Linked DNA regions of Siniperca chuatsi: region 1 is linked to region 2. The links are chromatin contacts, called in public Hi-C maps. All regions are on one chromosome and are shown on one strand. Each heading gives the region's core, a stretch centred on a gene start, on an enhancer-like site or on the middle of the called end of the contact. The rest is flanking DNA. Distances are from core to core; before and after follow the strand shown.

Region 1 (5,101 bases), core at 2,466-4,965, 40 kb after region 2:
CCTTCCTTACGCAAGATTTACACTGGTTGTTTTCTTTTCCGTCATTCACTCCTCGTCAACATCCTGCCAAAGGTTCGAGGTAAATCACCAACCAGTCTGACAGCTGTTGATTCAAATAGAAAACACCTCATCTCACATGATGTACTGCTACTCACTATCTAAAACCAGCAAATAAATTAAAAGATTTGAAACTTTTTATGCCATTTTAACAAACAACAACATTTACAGCTCATATGTAAACATAAATGCAACAACATTTGAGATACTTTTTCAGGTCAAAATCGAATTAGGCTTTCGTCTGTGAAAACTTCTGTAGTTTCAAGTAGAGACAACATATTTTAGAGCTGAAACAATTAATTGGCTATTTTGATAATTGATTCTTGTTTGAGTCATTTCTCCTGGCAAAAAAAACAACAATATTTCAGCTTTTCGAATGGGAGGATTTGCTGCTTTAATGGGATCAGATTATAAACTGAATTTCTTTGGTTTTTCAACTGCTAGGTGGACAAAAGAAGCAATTTGAAGATGGTACCATGGCCATTAGAAAATTGGTATTTTCTGACAATTTTTACACCAAACTATTAATAAATAATTAATAATACTACTAAATACTAAATAATCGGCAGATTAAATAATAATAATGAAAATAAGCATTAGTTGTAGCCTTAACATTTTTAAACCAATTAAACATTTTTAACAATCTTGTCTCTACCCTTCTCATCAGAAATAGTCTCTTTCCAAATAATGTCCTAGCATTAATAGCAATTTAATTATCCTAAATTAATGATGCTCTGAAAATGCCATTATCCTAGTGAGTTAAGCCGGGCAAGGCCACAGTCAACACACATTAATTAAGAGTTTTTGGTTATTCTTCATATTGAAAAGCATTTAGAAGTGCCTGGGGGCTGTTGTCTCTTTCACTTATTCCTGCCTAGATTAATCTCCAGCATCAGCACCGCTATTTAGTAGACAGCACAAATCTTCTCAGAGTCCAATCAGCAAAATCAGAGTAAGCACCTTAATTTGATGCGATGGTAATAAGATTTACAGTGGACTGTGGGTGGGTCCGATCATGATGACATGATCGCAGGGCCTCGGCTGAAGAGTATTGAGTGATGGGAAGTGAGAAGAGATGTGTGGGACGACTGTTTGAACTGATATGTGGTGGAAAATCTGCCGTTGTCAGCACTAGTAGGAAACACACCCTCCCATTTTCTCCTGCCTTAGCAAAACAGAAAGCAGCACATTGGAAAGGGTTTTTCAACGTTAACGCATGTTTCCACGGAAACATGGACAAGTGAGGCAGCGGAGTCACTACTCTGCATCGGGTCGCATATGACATTTGTTAGCAGAATTCAGACTGTTTCCATCCAGAGCCGGCCTGCCAGTGATTACTTTGAGTGAGTTATTTTCATCAGAGAGAGTGAATTTCTCTCCCATTATGGAGCTCTTTAAAGAGAAGGGAAAGGAGGTTGGAGAGATGTTATCAGGTTCACTAAGCTGATTTTAAGTAGTGTCGTTACCGAACAGCCAAGATGCCTACTTTTCAGAAACAACGCTATGATTTTCTTTCCTAGTTATTCAGGTTTATTGACAAACATCACCGTCAACTGTTTTCATTGGAACTACTAAAAAGAGTTTTGTGTAACCATAACATGTTTCTGGAGAGATGTGTTGCCTTTAAGTTTTGCAAATGTCATTTTCAGTGCTTTGAGCAGCAAAAACACCACTCACCTCTACTATATCGGGAGAGGCATCAGCATGGCTCAATATCGCGATCGGTAAGTGAGAGAACGTATCTTTTTGGGTTAACTGAACCTTTAATATGGGAAACCGAAGAAAAATGTGTAACATCAGGGACAAGCAGAGCCATTCAAGTACTGCACTATGACCCTCGCACGTAGTCACACCAAATATAGGTCCACGTTCCCCTAAACAGCTTGGATTCAGCACAGGCTGTCCCAGTTAGGCACCTCTCACCACAACTTTCCTCGAAACTCAACTCCCCGAGGTCCCCTGCAACTGTCATAACCACAATCTGTCACACTTCAACAAACCACAGCCAGCTGCGGCTCACTTAGTGTGGGCATCTTGAGAAAGGAGAGAAGTGAAAACACACAACAAAAATAAAACACAAAAAGGGACATGTTTAGAGGCAGTTAGGTCACCCATTGTCAGAATGAGAGCAGGCAGTGGGGTTCACGCCCCTACAATACAGTAAATCTTGCTGCTCACACTTACCAAACAAACCAATTCACCAGCTGGAAGTTGCATCACAACCATGTGGGTGGGTGGGTGGTTGGGGGAATCTATGATGTGATTTATGGTGTTTAATATACTGATTTTGCTTTCAATGACTCGACTAATTGTTTAGTCTATGTCACGAAATAGCACAAAGCGGCCATCACAGTTTTCCAAACCACAGGTGATATCTTCAAGTTGCTTAATTTGTCCAACTAAAAGTCCAAAACCAACAACAACAAAAAAAGCTGCAAATCCTCACATTTCATAAGACTGGCATTTTTGGTTGATAAATGAATTAAATTATTAATCAATTATTAATCAATTATCAAAATTGTTGTCTTTATGTCAATTGACTAATCACTTTAGTTATGTATGCTGTTCTCCAATGTATACTGTTATCAGGGCATTTGTCATTGTGGTTGGTTATTGTTAACGTTATAGGCTAAGTGATGGCTCGACTAAATGAAAAATCAGCGCAAAGATCAATCAACAGTATTATCAACGAGCTCTACTGTGATTTATACTCAAAGTTTCAAATCACAATGATGCGGCTTATCTTAAAACTGATATCTTCAAACCTCTGAAAATATTTACGTTTAGACACGTTATTTCTCACATACATCGTCATTACAGTTCAAATAGGTGAAATGACAGATCACCTGCTTTGTGAGCAGCAGGACTGCTGCACCCTGACAGGTTCACTTACTGCTGACAGATAATGAAGTTAACCCACAACCAAAAATGTAATATTTCTGTCCGAGTTAGCTAACTTAGCTGCTTAACACCAACTTTATGGTACAAAACAAAGTATAAATACACCTGTCAGGCGTGTTGGTTGTCTTTGGTTTGATACTTTAGCTATTAACAGTTATTCCTAAAGGGATTAGTTAACTTTACAGTTCCTGATATTTGCACAGCACTCCTCTGAACTTTATTAGCTATGGGAATACTTGTGTGCACGTTCAGTAAGGGTGTAAAAGTCTTACCTTTAAAGTTATATTCACGGTTGGCAATCTTAACATGGAGTTACAGCTCTTGTCTGGGCGTGTGTGTGTGTGCTGGTTTACAGGAGCTAATCTGTCGCTAACGTTAGCTAGCTAATTAGCTTTCTGGCTAAACATTCCTCAGTGTTCCAAACACCGCCGCAGTCAAAGATCCGCACCCTGACGTACCTTCTCTCCTGGTGAGACAGTCCTTGGAGAAAAGAAAACACACTCCAATTGCCCTGGGTGAGGTTAAATTTCCGGTAACTTTGCTGTCGACCCGACCACCGTGTGAAACTAGTTCTTTACTTGTCAGGGTTGTCAGATAGCGGCGCTCCCGTCTCTCCTGTTCTTTCCTGGCCGGTGTAATCCACAGCAGCACTCGCGCTCGTTCCCGCGGACTCACGCCTGCCCTGACAACTTTGGCAGCTACCTTCAAGCTAAGATCGTCTATTTAGATGGTACACCACTCCACAGCTTTTTCGGGAGAAAATCTGACCCGCCTTGCGCTCGGCAAGTGCCCCGAGTACGCGTAAACTTTGTCGTTACCATGGTAACCAATCTGGTAAACGGGGCGTATCAGACCCGATATTTCAAACAAATAAAATGGCGTTTATCATACTGTTAATACAACCGTTCGTCGTGTATGTAATACCACCAAATGGCTATGTTTTGTTGCCATTTCCATCAACTCATTAAAGCGGCTTCATGTTTGGAGCGGAAATACACTCAGAGTGAGAGCTCTTGTCTAATTTGTGGTCTATGGTCCGAGCCCTCAGGTGTTACGGTAACGCAAAGGCAGCATTAGCGCCACCTGACGATTATACAATGGAACTACAAATACATTGCTGGATCCAGTCTGTGCTTTCCACCTACCCGCTTTAGAGGTGCGGGTAGCTAGGTGGATTTTGTTACATTTGGACAGAGCCAGGATAGGCCTTGTGCTAAGCTAAGTTAACGTTAGCCGGCTGCTAGATGTAGCTTCATATTTAGCATACAGACCTGAGGAGTGGTATGAACCTGGCTAGTCGTCTAACGTCAGGCAAGAAAGGGATTATGTCGAACTTTTCCCTGAGGCAGTCTGGGAAAATATTGAACTTAATCATTGGTTTCACGTCGGGCAGACAGGTCACAAAAAATATATTTGAAAGTGCAACCCGCTGCTAGGTAACAGGTAGGCCTAAAAAAAACCGATTTGCGTAGGGAACGTTATGTGGCCGAATCACGGAGTAACGTATGGAGTGGGGAGCTGACAAATGGGGCTACTTCCACCCGTGGTTGCCTGGCAACGAAACATCTCCATAATGGCCAATTGATGATATTGTACTGAAACAAGCAATTTAAAAATCCCACTCGTCGCCAAATACTATACTGACACCTCTTATCGGATGGGGTTGAGGTCAGGGATCTGAGCAGGCCAGTTCCTCCACACCTAACTGGGAAAATCATTTCTTTATGGACCTGGTTTTGTACAAAGGGGCACTGGCACGTTGAAACAGAATGGACCTACCCCCAAACTGTTGCAAAGTTGGAAGCACAGTATTGTCTAAAATATAATTATAAGAATTCATTTAAGTCTCAATGAATAGTACTTGTAGTCCATGTTTATCCTGCCAACGAGAAGTCACTTAACAGACTGCAAACTTTTTAATATCTGCAACCCTCTGTTTTTGTTTCTGTGCCCTAAAAACTGGCAAGCTGTGCAGATCCTACTCAGTGGGTGACACCTGAAGATGCCCAGTTGTCTTCCTGGATCCATCCTCTTATGTTTTACAATCTACATTTTGTCATCATAAATGTATATTGTCATGTATGACTTTCTGTTGTGAATTTATTCAGTACACAAGACATCTATTGCATGTCTGTCCGTCCTG
Region 2 (5,259 bases), core at 1,667-4,166:
TGTAATGCTATTGTGCAAAACTGACTAGACTATGAAGCAAGGTGCAGCTTAAAAGTTAAGCAGAGTTGAAAATGTATAAAATATTACCTCTGGCGGTGAGCAGCTAGTAAACACGTCATCCTCTTGATGAATTGAGACTGCTCTACAAAAACTTCTCCTCAAACGGATCATTGCCATTGTTCCTTCCTAATAAGGTGTCAGCCTCTTCTAATGTATGCAGTGTTCACTGGTGACACTGTTCTGTGGTCTTCCTGTATTCTGCTGAGTGAACATGTGATTTAGTGCATGGATCTGTCAAAGGGGAAGTCCTGGTAGTCAATCGACCGTTAAAAAGCCAGTAAGTTAGTATCCCACTTAAGCGGTGGCCGCAAAAACCACATTTTCCTCCCAAAGCTGTTCTGAAATTAAACTTCACTTAAGTGGTAGGAAGGCTCCACAAACTGACCACAGAAATGTTTAAGAGGTGTTTGTTTCCAGCAGTGTACAGTGGAGCTACACAGGAAAACATTTTACTTATTAACCTGGCACAGCATCGTGTGGATTTAAAAATAAATTAAGATTGTTAAGCAACTCATGGCCAAACTTTCCAGTCCCTATCAAACCTGTGCAGGACTCAAAAAGATCCGTTATCTTGGCTGCTCAGACGTAACATGAGGCAATCTACTCCCTTTCACCTGATCATTCAAGGGAGGAGAAGCTGAAGATGACACAGAACGAAGGTTTAAGAAGGATTTAAAGTAAAGATACAGCTGGGTGCAACTCAATATAAGGAGAACAGTCCTGAAACCGTATTTTTTGCAGTCATATAAATGTCTTATATCCTCAAATGGCAACTTAGCAGCAATTTCAAGAAGTAGTCTTATTGTGAGACTGGTTTTGAACTGGTTTTAGAGGCCACACGGTTGTGAAACCCTCTCAGTATAAGGTTCATGTAAAGCCTGAGCAAAAAAACATAAAAACTGCAGCTAGGTCTTCCAATGACAGCAGCAATACGGGCTATGTCAAATAACAGCACTCATTATGCAATTAAAGGTTGGCTCATTAAAAATGCATGAGGTGTCTCTTAACTCCATTACAGCAGCAGTATATCCTGAGCAGCTGGTGCTGGACATCTGGTGTGAACAGACTGACCACCTAAACAATACTGAGCTCTAAAACCACTGAACCACTGTGGGACATTAAGAGTTGACCTCTTACACTGAGGGAGCTGCTCTCTTTGAAAACACACTGTGCTTTAGTAGAGGTTGCCAGGTGTACAAGTGTTATCATGTACTATAGAGTTGTGAAGTGCCTGGAGTTACTTTGGGCGTCCAGGGTTGATCTTATGCTGCATAGGCAATGTTAGGTAATGGTGGGCAGTTGGATAAACTCTCCTGATTGAATTATCAAACATGAGTAACTGACTTAGAAAATACAGGGTACTTGATAAAAAGTCAAAAGTACTAGCCTGTGTACAGATGTAAAAACGTAAAGAGACAAGTCAACTACGACTGTCAAGGAGTATTTCAGTAAAAAACATCCAATCGCTGAGCTTAAAACTATAGTTTTAAGCTCAAAATCTGGCTGTTGGGAGCAAAGGTGGTCATTAGTTGAAGACCTCAAACTGAATTGAGCTGACTGATTACAATATTGACCAATAAGCCTCGATCAAACCAGAAGTCACCCACAGCACCTACTGTACAGTCCACAGTAAAACACTGAGCCTGAGGGAAGACTACACTGCTGCAGCCAATCAACAGTTCTGATTGCAGCTCAGCATATTCTTAATTTCCTATTTCAGGCCAGAGCAGGAGTTAATGGGTAGAGAATAGGAAGGGACGCTGCCAGTTCCAGATAGGAGACCTGCTAGTCTTATCTGTACTGCCTGCAGCTCTGTGGTGGAATAATAATCAACTGGTCCAGTGTTCGTCAGCCGGAGATAAACCACATCAGAGCCAGAAAGAAAAAGAGATAAAGAGAAATGAGAGAAGACTGAAGACTGCTTCAGGCACTGAATGCATCAGAGCTAATATTAGACAGAAATGGCTACAGATGCTTTGGCAACACTTAGTTTATATTTAGACTAGTCTGGTGTGAGTTTCAGAACACTGTGTTCATTTCAAGCAAAGTTGTTGTCCTGATTCACATAAAGTTGGGGTCACTATAAAACTGCTGGGTTGCTGTTTAAAAGCAAATTCCAGGAGAAGCCTGCTGGGTCCTTTCAGTGTTTGTTTCAGTGGTTCTCTCGGTGGTGTTTTGGTCATTTAGTTCAACTTCTTGTCTTCAGATTGCTTATTTTGTCTGACTGGTAGTGAAAACACAAAAAGATACTCAAATTACAAGGACTTGAGACAGAAAAGCAGCAAATCTCTTTACTTTGGAGCAAACATTTTGTAGTTTTGCCCTGACAAAAAATGACTTAAATGAGACGTTTGATAAATGGATTTATTAACTAATCATATGAGCACTGACCCTGAAAAGGGTTAATGAATGTATTACGTATTATCATGTTTACAACTACAAGCTGACTTATGTAGACTAGCCCACAATCAAACACGCAATGGGGAACATCATAACCTTCAAAACCGATATGACATGCTGTCTTAAAAACTAAAGTTGTGTATTTATTTCACAGTCGACATGTTTAAGCTCTTCTTCAGCTGATACCCAACTAATGAAATCATTTCAAAACCAAACCGACTGTAAGTGGACTACAGTTTAAAAACACATCAGAGAGTTAACCAGAGGTGCAGGCCTCAGTGTCCTTTAGGTGGCAGCCTGACAGCAAAGTTTGTAAAGTCTTAAAAGGGATGGGCAAGTAATGGAGGAGGAGGAAGAGGAGGAGGAGGAGGGGCTCCACATGTTCACCTCCTCTCTCCTCCCATTTTCTGTTTGACACAGATTAACCTGCTCTGCTACATACCGCACCGCAGGGAGCTGGGCCATGCAAACACAAAACATACATGCTTATAAACATACACACACTGGAGTATTTTGATGCCAACCTCTAAGTGCGTGGGTTAGACTAATACACAAACATGTGCAAGTTTGCACATGTACAAACCTTCTCACAAAAACAAAAGATAACCTTTTTCTACTTCCTTGTCCATTAAGTTTTTAGTTTCATTGGGGAAAAGTGCCACTGCAGTGCTTTACACGTTCATAGTCACACAGAGTGTGTTACTGAGGTGCTATCAAAAAACTAATATTGCATAAGTAGGAAATGTTTCTTAATATTTCCCTCCTTGTCAGCTACATTGGGGGTGTAGCCAGAGGCAGACATTCAGACTATTTCCTTCATGTATGGGTTTCATCTTATAGTCACTTTTTGATTAATTTTGGATCTGGACAACATAGTCACAAGGTACACAATTTGATCCTGAGGCAGACAGTCTACTGTACATACACCTTTGTCTGCCAAGGAAACTATCATAATATTAGCATGGTGGACAACAAGAAACACCAATATTTACCACAGCAAGGAGCCAAATAGCTAACTTAATTCATATTTGGGCAAAAGGTTTAACTAAGTCCAACTTTTAAGATTCATACTGTGACAAATATGCATTTAAAGTAATTTTGAGTGAATTTTCCTTCTATCTGAGTGGATAAAAGTGGGAAAAATGTAGCTACAAAAACAGAGTTGATGCTTTGATTTTGTTAATTTCTGTACATATTTCACTGTAATTTAATTTCCATATAATAGTGCTAGGTGCTACATTCATTGCTGGAGGACAAATGACCAGTGAAACTAGCCAGGTGTCAGGAGGTGTGACAGAGCCTGATCAGAACAGGAAGAAAGGAGGTTGCATTAGAGAGGAGTTGTGTACATGGAAAATGGCCAGGCTGTCTTTCCGGATAAGATTACATCACAGATACTATAAAACAATCTAAAAGCCTCTGAGGTTTAACAACTTATTAGCCCTCAAGCTTGAAAATACATGTCCATTACAGCCTGGTGTCTCTTCCAGTCCGGTCTGAGGTAATCTCGCTGAAACCTGACTGAAAACAGAGGAAAGAAAAGCCATAACACACACTGCAAGTCAACACAAAAAGGCCTTGAAACACTGGCTGCACCCAAGGTAATTATGCAACTCCAGAGCAACATTCAACAGGAGAAAAGAGAATGAAGCTCAGAGCTGTAATCAGGAAGCAGTCAGGCTGCACTGGACACTTCGCAGGTAGCTACATCCATATTTAAATAAGGAAACTAAGCTTCACTTCCGTGTGTCTGTTTTGGGACAACATCCATTTGTTCACGCAGTCCTTAACAGCACCGACAATGTGACAAATACTAAATGAGAGGATGCTTTTGAATTGTGCAAGAAAGGAGCATTTTCTTTTTTGTATAAAATACGAATGATGAAATCTCCACTAGTGTTGGATACAACTGATTTAGGGTGACAACCAGCGCTGGAAAGCCTGATATTGGCACAGATCTCCACATTCGATCAAATTTGATTCAGAAAGTCTTGTCTATTGGATAGACAAAAAAAATCTTTTCAGATCCTTATCCTGGGCACTAAAATTTATTTTTATTCGACAAGTAAGCAGCTATCATCTACGTTACTTTTTGACTAATAACAACCGTTTTGTACATGTTGTAATAATACAATTTCTACAAAACATACAAGTTACACAACATGTAGCTATAGGTGAAACATTTACAAGTAACCACAGTCAAATTAATATTGGATCATTTAACTGAAAAATTTAAAAGAAAATTTAAATATTTTCTTTACCCAGCCGTAGCTGCAACTAATCATTTTTCATTATCTATTATTTACCATGATGTAAAATGCAGAAAGTATTCACATTTGAGAAGCTGGAACCAGCAAATATTAGTTGTTTTCTGCTTGATAGATTACTAACAATAATCCATTATCAAAACTACTGTCAGTTTATTTTCTGTCAATTCAGAGAATCGATTAATCGACTCATTGTTTCAGTAGTAATTGATTAGTGATTACCAGTGTGTTTGCTGCTCAAATGGACCAAAGCCCACATTATCTTTCACTTGCCTTTGACTGACAATGAATACATTTAAGTAGTTTACCCTAATAGACCAACTGCATGTTTGGTCTATTACACAGCACATCAATTTTTGCCTCTTTGTGATATTTTGTGACATATGCAATAAGGTCCCTGTTTGGAGTCCGTTGGAAAAGGGAAAAAAAAAGGTTCTTTGTTCTTTGTGGGATATGAGGGTCTACACAGTTAGAGATCAAAGACAAGTGATGTACGGTGCCCTCTTTTACATAATCCTGCTTGGGTGTAGCA

Evidence for each region. Hi-C and Micro-C count contacts between places; a contact is called where the count stands out from the background.
Region 1: a Hi-C map of an unstated tissue shows a contact between it and region 2, with 3 times the contacts expected there. The contact joins the promoter of LOC122887349 here to the enhancer-like site in region 2. A contact is called at or near these places in 3 of 3 Hi-C or Micro-C datasets (liver, skeletal muscle and an unstated tissue).

The regions. Positions count from the first base shown.
Region 1 is chrLG13:5,795,170-5,800,270 of ASM2008510v1, forward strand. It overlaps LOC122887349 (rho GTPase-activating protein 12-like), which reads right to left and starts at 3,716. Exons shown (of 19, transcript XM_044220448.1): 1 at 3,231-3,716.
Region 2 is chrLG13:5,755,610-5,760,868 of ASM2008510v1, forward strand. The region is part of intron 2 of LOC122887349 (rho GTPase-activating protein 12-like); the gene reads right to left. Among protein-coding and RNA genes, the nearest start is that of trnal-uaa, 26 kb to the left of the region's middle. Within about 2 kb of position 2,917, the one cell type or tissue checked has an H3K27ac peak away from gene starts, as active enhancers do. A contact at or near this core is called in liver, where this site is marked.